Linked DNA regions of Capra hircus: region 1 is linked to region 2. The links are chromatin contacts, called in public Hi-C maps. All regions are on one chromosome and are shown on one strand. Each heading gives the region's core, a stretch centred on a gene start, on an enhancer-like site or on the middle of the called end of the contact. The rest is flanking DNA. Distances are from core to core; before and after follow the strand shown.

The links. A called contact is a pair of places that touch in the nucleus more often than the background predicts.
Region 1: a contact with region 2 is called in a Hi-C map of blood, with 6 times the contacts expected there. The contact joins the promoter of TMED2 here to the promoter of KMT5A in region 2. A contact is called at or near these places in 2 of 5 Hi-C or Micro-C datasets (blood and liver).

Annotation. Positions count from the first base shown.
Region 1 is chr17:19,123,183-19,126,050 of ARS1.2, reverse strand. It overlaps TMED2 (transmembrane emp24 domain-containing protein 2), which reads right to left and starts at 1,364. Exons shown (of 5, transcript XM_018061365.1): 1 at 1,066-1,364. The coding sequence starts at 1,245.
Region 2 is chr17:18,984,000-18,986,929 of ARS1.2, reverse strand. KMT5A (N-lysine methyltransferase KMT5A) reads right to left here and starts at 1,265. Exons shown (of 8, transcript XM_018061360.1): 1 at 1,185-1,265. The coding sequence starts at 1,194.

The DNA.
Region 1 (2,868 bases), core at 115-2,614, 140 kb before region 2:
GCCTACTGGTGAAGGAATCTGCTTTATCTTATATGCCTGAGGACTTAAGGAAAAAGACTAGAAAACTGGAAATTCAGAGACCCATGTTCTCATCCCAGTGTGCTCCAAATCAGTTGTTAGACCTTGCTCAAGTAGTTCCTCTTATGAAGCCCGTGCCACCTGCAGACTGAAAGAGCTGATCTCTTAAGAGCCTAGCTGATTTTAACAGTTATTACCTCCATTATCCCCTTATTTCTGAACTTCACTTGTTTTGTGTAATTTATGCCCAACTCTGCTGACGTTAACTGTTAGATGGGAAAACCCATAGACACAATTAATCATGCTAACCCGTAGGTTTAAATATTCATTCCATCTGGTTTCCTTAAAAAAGTTAGAGGCGAGTCATTCTTTTGGTTTAAAGAAAATGATATACGACAAAATTTAGGGACTGCTGGTTTCTTAAAACGATTTTCCGTTTTCTCCACAGATACTTCACTGCAATCACTTCTAAAACGCATAACCCAACTCCACTCTCTTAATCAGAGATGACTAACCGAGGTATCCGAAGGTCTGCGTAAGAACGGGTTAACTCGGGTCGTTTCTACGAAAAATAAAGGCAAACACAACGCGAACGTCTACCTAGCATTCCTCAACAGCTTCCGATTTACTTTTTCAGAAGTTTCCATGCCACGTCCCAACTTTAATTCGCGCTAGGAAGGGAAGCAGCTGCTGCCCGGATCGAGACCTGCCATCAGCTAAACAAGACCGTGTAGCGCCTCCTGGGCCCAGAGATGACACGCGGCGCCTGGTAGACAAAGCTCGGCGAGGGGTTCCAAAGGGAACCAGCCGTTCAAGCTGAGAATCCAAAGCAGCCAAGCAACGGTTCCGTCTCCCGAGCGGAGCTCGGAAACCGGGCGGGTGCGAGGGAAAGGGCCGTTAGGGGGTCGCCGGGTGGCGGCCCAGGCCCCTCCCTGGAATCGGACAGCGGCCTCCGGGTCCCGCTCTCCACGCTGGCCCCACGCGGGCCCCGGGCGCCGCCAACCCCCGAGCGGCCGCGGGCCCCCGCTTCGGGCAGCGCGCCCGCACCTCCACGTCGATGTCCAGGAAGCCTCCCTCCGCCACCTCGAAGATGAGGCCCATCTTGGTGCCCGAGGTGACCCGCTCGAAGAAGCACTCCTCTGCATGCGCGTCAATGCTGACGAAGTAGCCCGAGACCGTGGCCAGGAGGGCGGCCAGGAGCACCAGCAGCTCAGCGAGCGTCACCATGGTGGGGCTGGGGGCGAAGCCAGGACCGGGACTGCGGCCTCCGGAGCCGCCTTCGTCGCTGCCGCCACCGCTGCCTTTTCAGCCGCCGCCGCCTCAGCTCCGCCCCTTCCGGCTGCGCCGCCCGAGGGGGCTGATGCGGGCGCCGCGGATTGGCTGGCGCCCGTAGCTGCCACGTAACGGACGCACGGCGGCCGCCGAGGGACAAGAATGCTCCGCGCGTCTCGAGCCTGGACGGTGGCTCAGAAGGACCAGAAACCATCGTCTCCGTCACTAGTTCCATTCATGTACTGCCTAAATTTCCATGGGCCATACTAGAAAGCGGTAGTATCAAGAAACCTCCTCTGCCTCGTGCGAGACGCTGTTAGGATTATCCATAAAGATAGCGAAAGATTTGGAGGCAGCAATAGGAGTATAAGGAGATGGGGCTGAAGCCAAAGGCTTTGAACTTTTAACTTCCTGTCACTCAAAAAAAAACAAAAAAACAAAAAAAACCGACGGGGGAAAGACGCGGGTGCGTATAGATTGGGAAGGGGCACGAGGGAAACTTACGCGATGTTGGAAATGTTATATCATATCGTCACTAAATGATGGGTAGATGTTCATGTAAAAGGCTTCCCTAGTAGCTCAGATGGTAAAGACCCCGCCCATAATGCGAGAGACCCAGCTTTGATCCTTGGGTCAGGAAGATCCTCTGGAGAAGGGAATGGCAACTCACTCCAGGAAGATGTTGGAAATGTTTTATCGTATCGTCACTAAACGATGGGTACACGAGTGTTTACATATGCTTTTTTAATAGCTCAAGCTGTATCCTTGAGTAGCGCTCCATATTTTTTGCTTTACTGTATGTCTATATTACAACCACATGCACACAAAAAAAACTTTCCCTTGGCTACATCCTCCAAAATAAGAAGTCTCTCACCTCCCCAAAAGTCTTGCTGACACCCTGCACCCCCTTAAATATTGCCAGCTACTAAGACAATTTTTTCCCCACCCTTTGCCTCCTGAGGTACTCCTACACATCCCTCAAAACCCAACTCAAATGTCAGCTCTAGACTTCCCCCTTGCGCAATACTAGCCCCTTCCTCTGTGCTTGGAGTTACAGTCCTTTATTTACCAGTCACTCCCGAGGCACTAGTTTTTGCATACCTGCGCTTGTGTGCTGTACTCTTAGGCCCTACCATAAAGAAAGTGAAGTCACTCAGCCGTGTCTGACTCTTTGCGATCCCATGGACTGTAGTCTACCAGGCTTCTCTATCCATGGGATTTTCCAGGCAAGAGTACTGGAGTGGCGTGCCATTTCCTTCTCCAGGGGGTCTTCCTGACCCAGGCATCGAACCCAGGTCTCCTGCATTGCAGGCAGACACTTTACCCTCTGAGCCACCAGGGAAGCCCCACAAAAAAAACCTCACCCATGACATGGTAGTTGACATGTCAAGTTCACTGAACTGGCCTGAGCATGAGGAGATCTGGGTTGTTACTCCGGCTTTGCACATAGCTGTGTGACCTTATTTATGTTCCATTACCTCTCTGAACCTTAATTTCCCTATCTGTAAAAAATATGACACCACACTCTTTGCTTATCTAGTAAAGTTATCATGAAAATCAGATGATGCCATGGGCTGT
Region 2 (2,930 bases), core at 16-2,515:
TAACACTTTCCTGAAGAAGAATATTTGAGGCATCTTACTTTTCTCTGTGGACTAGGTTATGAAGCTCTTTAACTTGAAGTTCACTATGCCTTATTTCTTAATCAAAATCTAGGTAAGTCTTGTTCCCAAAGACCCTAAAGGGATGCTACGACAATAAATGATGCAACTGGGTGCAGGGGCTGAAAACAAAGAAGCCCGATAAATATTTCCTTATTTTGTTCATTATGACCGCTCTGGGGAGCCTGGGCTTCCCTAGTGGCTGAGAAGGTAAAGATCTGCCTGCATACTGCATTAAGGCAAATTCCTACTAACGTGCAATATCCTGGGAATTTTGAGAAAAATGTAAAACCTCGACTTATTTATTTTACATAATAATTCAAGTGAACCGTCACGCTCAAGTTTTTGCATGGACACAGTGGCTGGAAACGACCGGCGGTTATACTTTGCCGCATAACGTGGGTCTGTCTTGACAGCAAACTAATTGTGCGAAGAACTTCAGGCAGAGAGAGACATCGACTCCCTCGCGGCAGCACAACCCCACCCAAGCCATCTCCCGTGGGCAGGAGCCCTGATCAGCTGCGGCGCCGAAGTGCCGCGCCGGGAGGTGCCAGGGGACCTGTTTCACCCCAAAGTGGGCCAGCGGGGCCCGTCCCCGCCCCGGCGGCGCAGAGCTGACTCAGGGAGTGGAAAGGGAAAGGAAGGCGCCTGCCGCGGTGTCCACTCGGACACGCTCCCCACCAAGTAGGATACCGATCTGTGCCCTCACCTAGGGTCACCTCCTTTCCAAACCAGAGAGAGCCCCTAAGCAAGCGAAGCCTCGCCGTCCCCCTCATTTGTATCAATGACAACCATTCCCTTGAGGTGCTAGTCGCTTTAGTTTCCAAACATCTTTGACATATGGCCCCGTTGCCTCTCGAGAGGCAGGTCACCAAGTGCCCACACTTTAAAAAGGGGAAACCGAAGCACAGGAGTGGGAGGGGTTTCTGGGGGCTTCTGGAGCAAGGGTGGGGAAGAGGTGAGAAAGGTTCCGCAGCCCCTCCCCCCGCAACCCTACTAGTCCCCGCGCGCCTTCCGAGCAGCCGGCGGGAGAGCGCCTTCCCGACGCTGCTCCCGTCACTTCGATGTCGCCTGCAGCGCGACGCCCCCAACCCAGCAGCCCCGGCGCTGGCCACCGGGGCCAATACCTCTAGCCATGGCCCTGCTCTGTCACCGCCTAGGATCTCCCGGGAAACGCAGCTTTCGAAAAAAGTTGCAACAACTGTAGCCAACTGCTCCGCCGGGTCCCGGCTGCTGCCCTGATTGGCGCCGCTGCCCGTCTCTCCTCAGGCTGCCCGCCGTGATAGGCAAACTCTGGAGGGAAAGCCCGCCCTTTTCCCCGCCTCCTCAGCGGGGGCGGGGCGAGCGGCCGCACTTTCTACCAACGCTTTCGGGACAGGTCTCAGCGGAGGAGGAGGGAGGGGGTTTAAATTTTACCGTCCCTCCGCGTTGATTGGCTGTGCTGGAAGGGGAGCTGCCCTGCCATTGGGGGGCTCCAAACTCCTCCCCCTGGCGGCTGAAGCTCCGCCCCGGGGAGATTTAGTCACGCGGCTGGCGGCCCCGGCTCCGAGTAGAACCACAGGGGACTTCCGGTTTTTCTCGGGTTTGACCGGAACCCGACCTTTGACCTCTCGACCACCCCTTATGGGAAGCCTAGCCCCCAGCAGTTTAACATCCGAACCACCTTGACCTTTTCAGCAGTTTAATCCATTCATTACTAGGTTGCAAGGTTTATGGAGTCTGTTCTTCCAGTATTCAAAACCCGCAGGCAGAGTTCTTACCAACTGACTTGAGTCAGCCTCCTGGAACCACAGCGATCCTAGCCCAACATACCCCAACTGTTTTTACAGATGGGGAAACAGAGGATCAGAAGGAACAGGTAACTCACTTGCTGCCCAACGTCACGGAACAGTTTATTTCTGGGTCCTGGATCAATCTTTTGAGTGCTAGTCCACTAGAGGGCTTCCCTCACCCCAGGGAAACAACCCTGCGCCTTTCCCCACCCAGAGGAGCCTCTGTCGTTTAAGTCCCTGAGAAGCACAGGTATCCTAGGTATTCTTTGCTTTGAACACAGATAAGGTGTTCAGTTACAGCTCTTCCCTGGGGATCCTTCCTGGAGATAGGAGCAGAGGTCCATTCTCTCTCTTTGGTTCCCGAGATGATTTTGGAATCCCCACCATTGCCCAAGGACCCTATCATTTACACCAGGAAAGCAGAAGAGCAAAACAAGGTGATATATGTGAAAGCACCGGGGAAAGTAGGAAGCAACACTTGTCACTCACTGTGCTTTTTGGTATATCATTTCAGCTCTCTGGTCCTCAGCTTACCCAGCTGTCAAATGATGGAGTCATCTGTGATCTGCCAGATTCCTTCCACCTTCCATAGATATACAGAGGTTTTTACTTTCACTAAAATGCATTAATTGAACATTTATTGAGCTGTTTATTGGCTCTGTCCGATCCCCCAAGGACACAGTGGCAAATAAGACAGATGCCTAAATTTCTTAGGAAAGAAATAAGAAACCACTTTTTAAAGGTAATATTAAGGGGCTTCTCTGGCAGTCCAGCGGTTTAGATTTTCACTTCCAATGCAGGGGGCACAGGTTTGATCCGTGGTCAGGGAACTAAGATCCCAAATGCCATGGGGAGCAGCCAAAAAAAATTTAAACAAAGTTAAAAATAAAGATAATACTGAATAGTGATTAATGCTGTGGGTAAAATGAAAATAGGGAATTTTACAGAGCCTGTGTGGGGAGATGGCTGCTTCTATAGATTGATGAAATTGAGAAATCCTCTTTGAGTTCATGACTTTAGGTTGTACCCTGAATAAGTGAACCCCAAGGGAGAAGATACTTGCAGGTAGAAGGAATAATGAAAACAAATCCCCAGAATTGG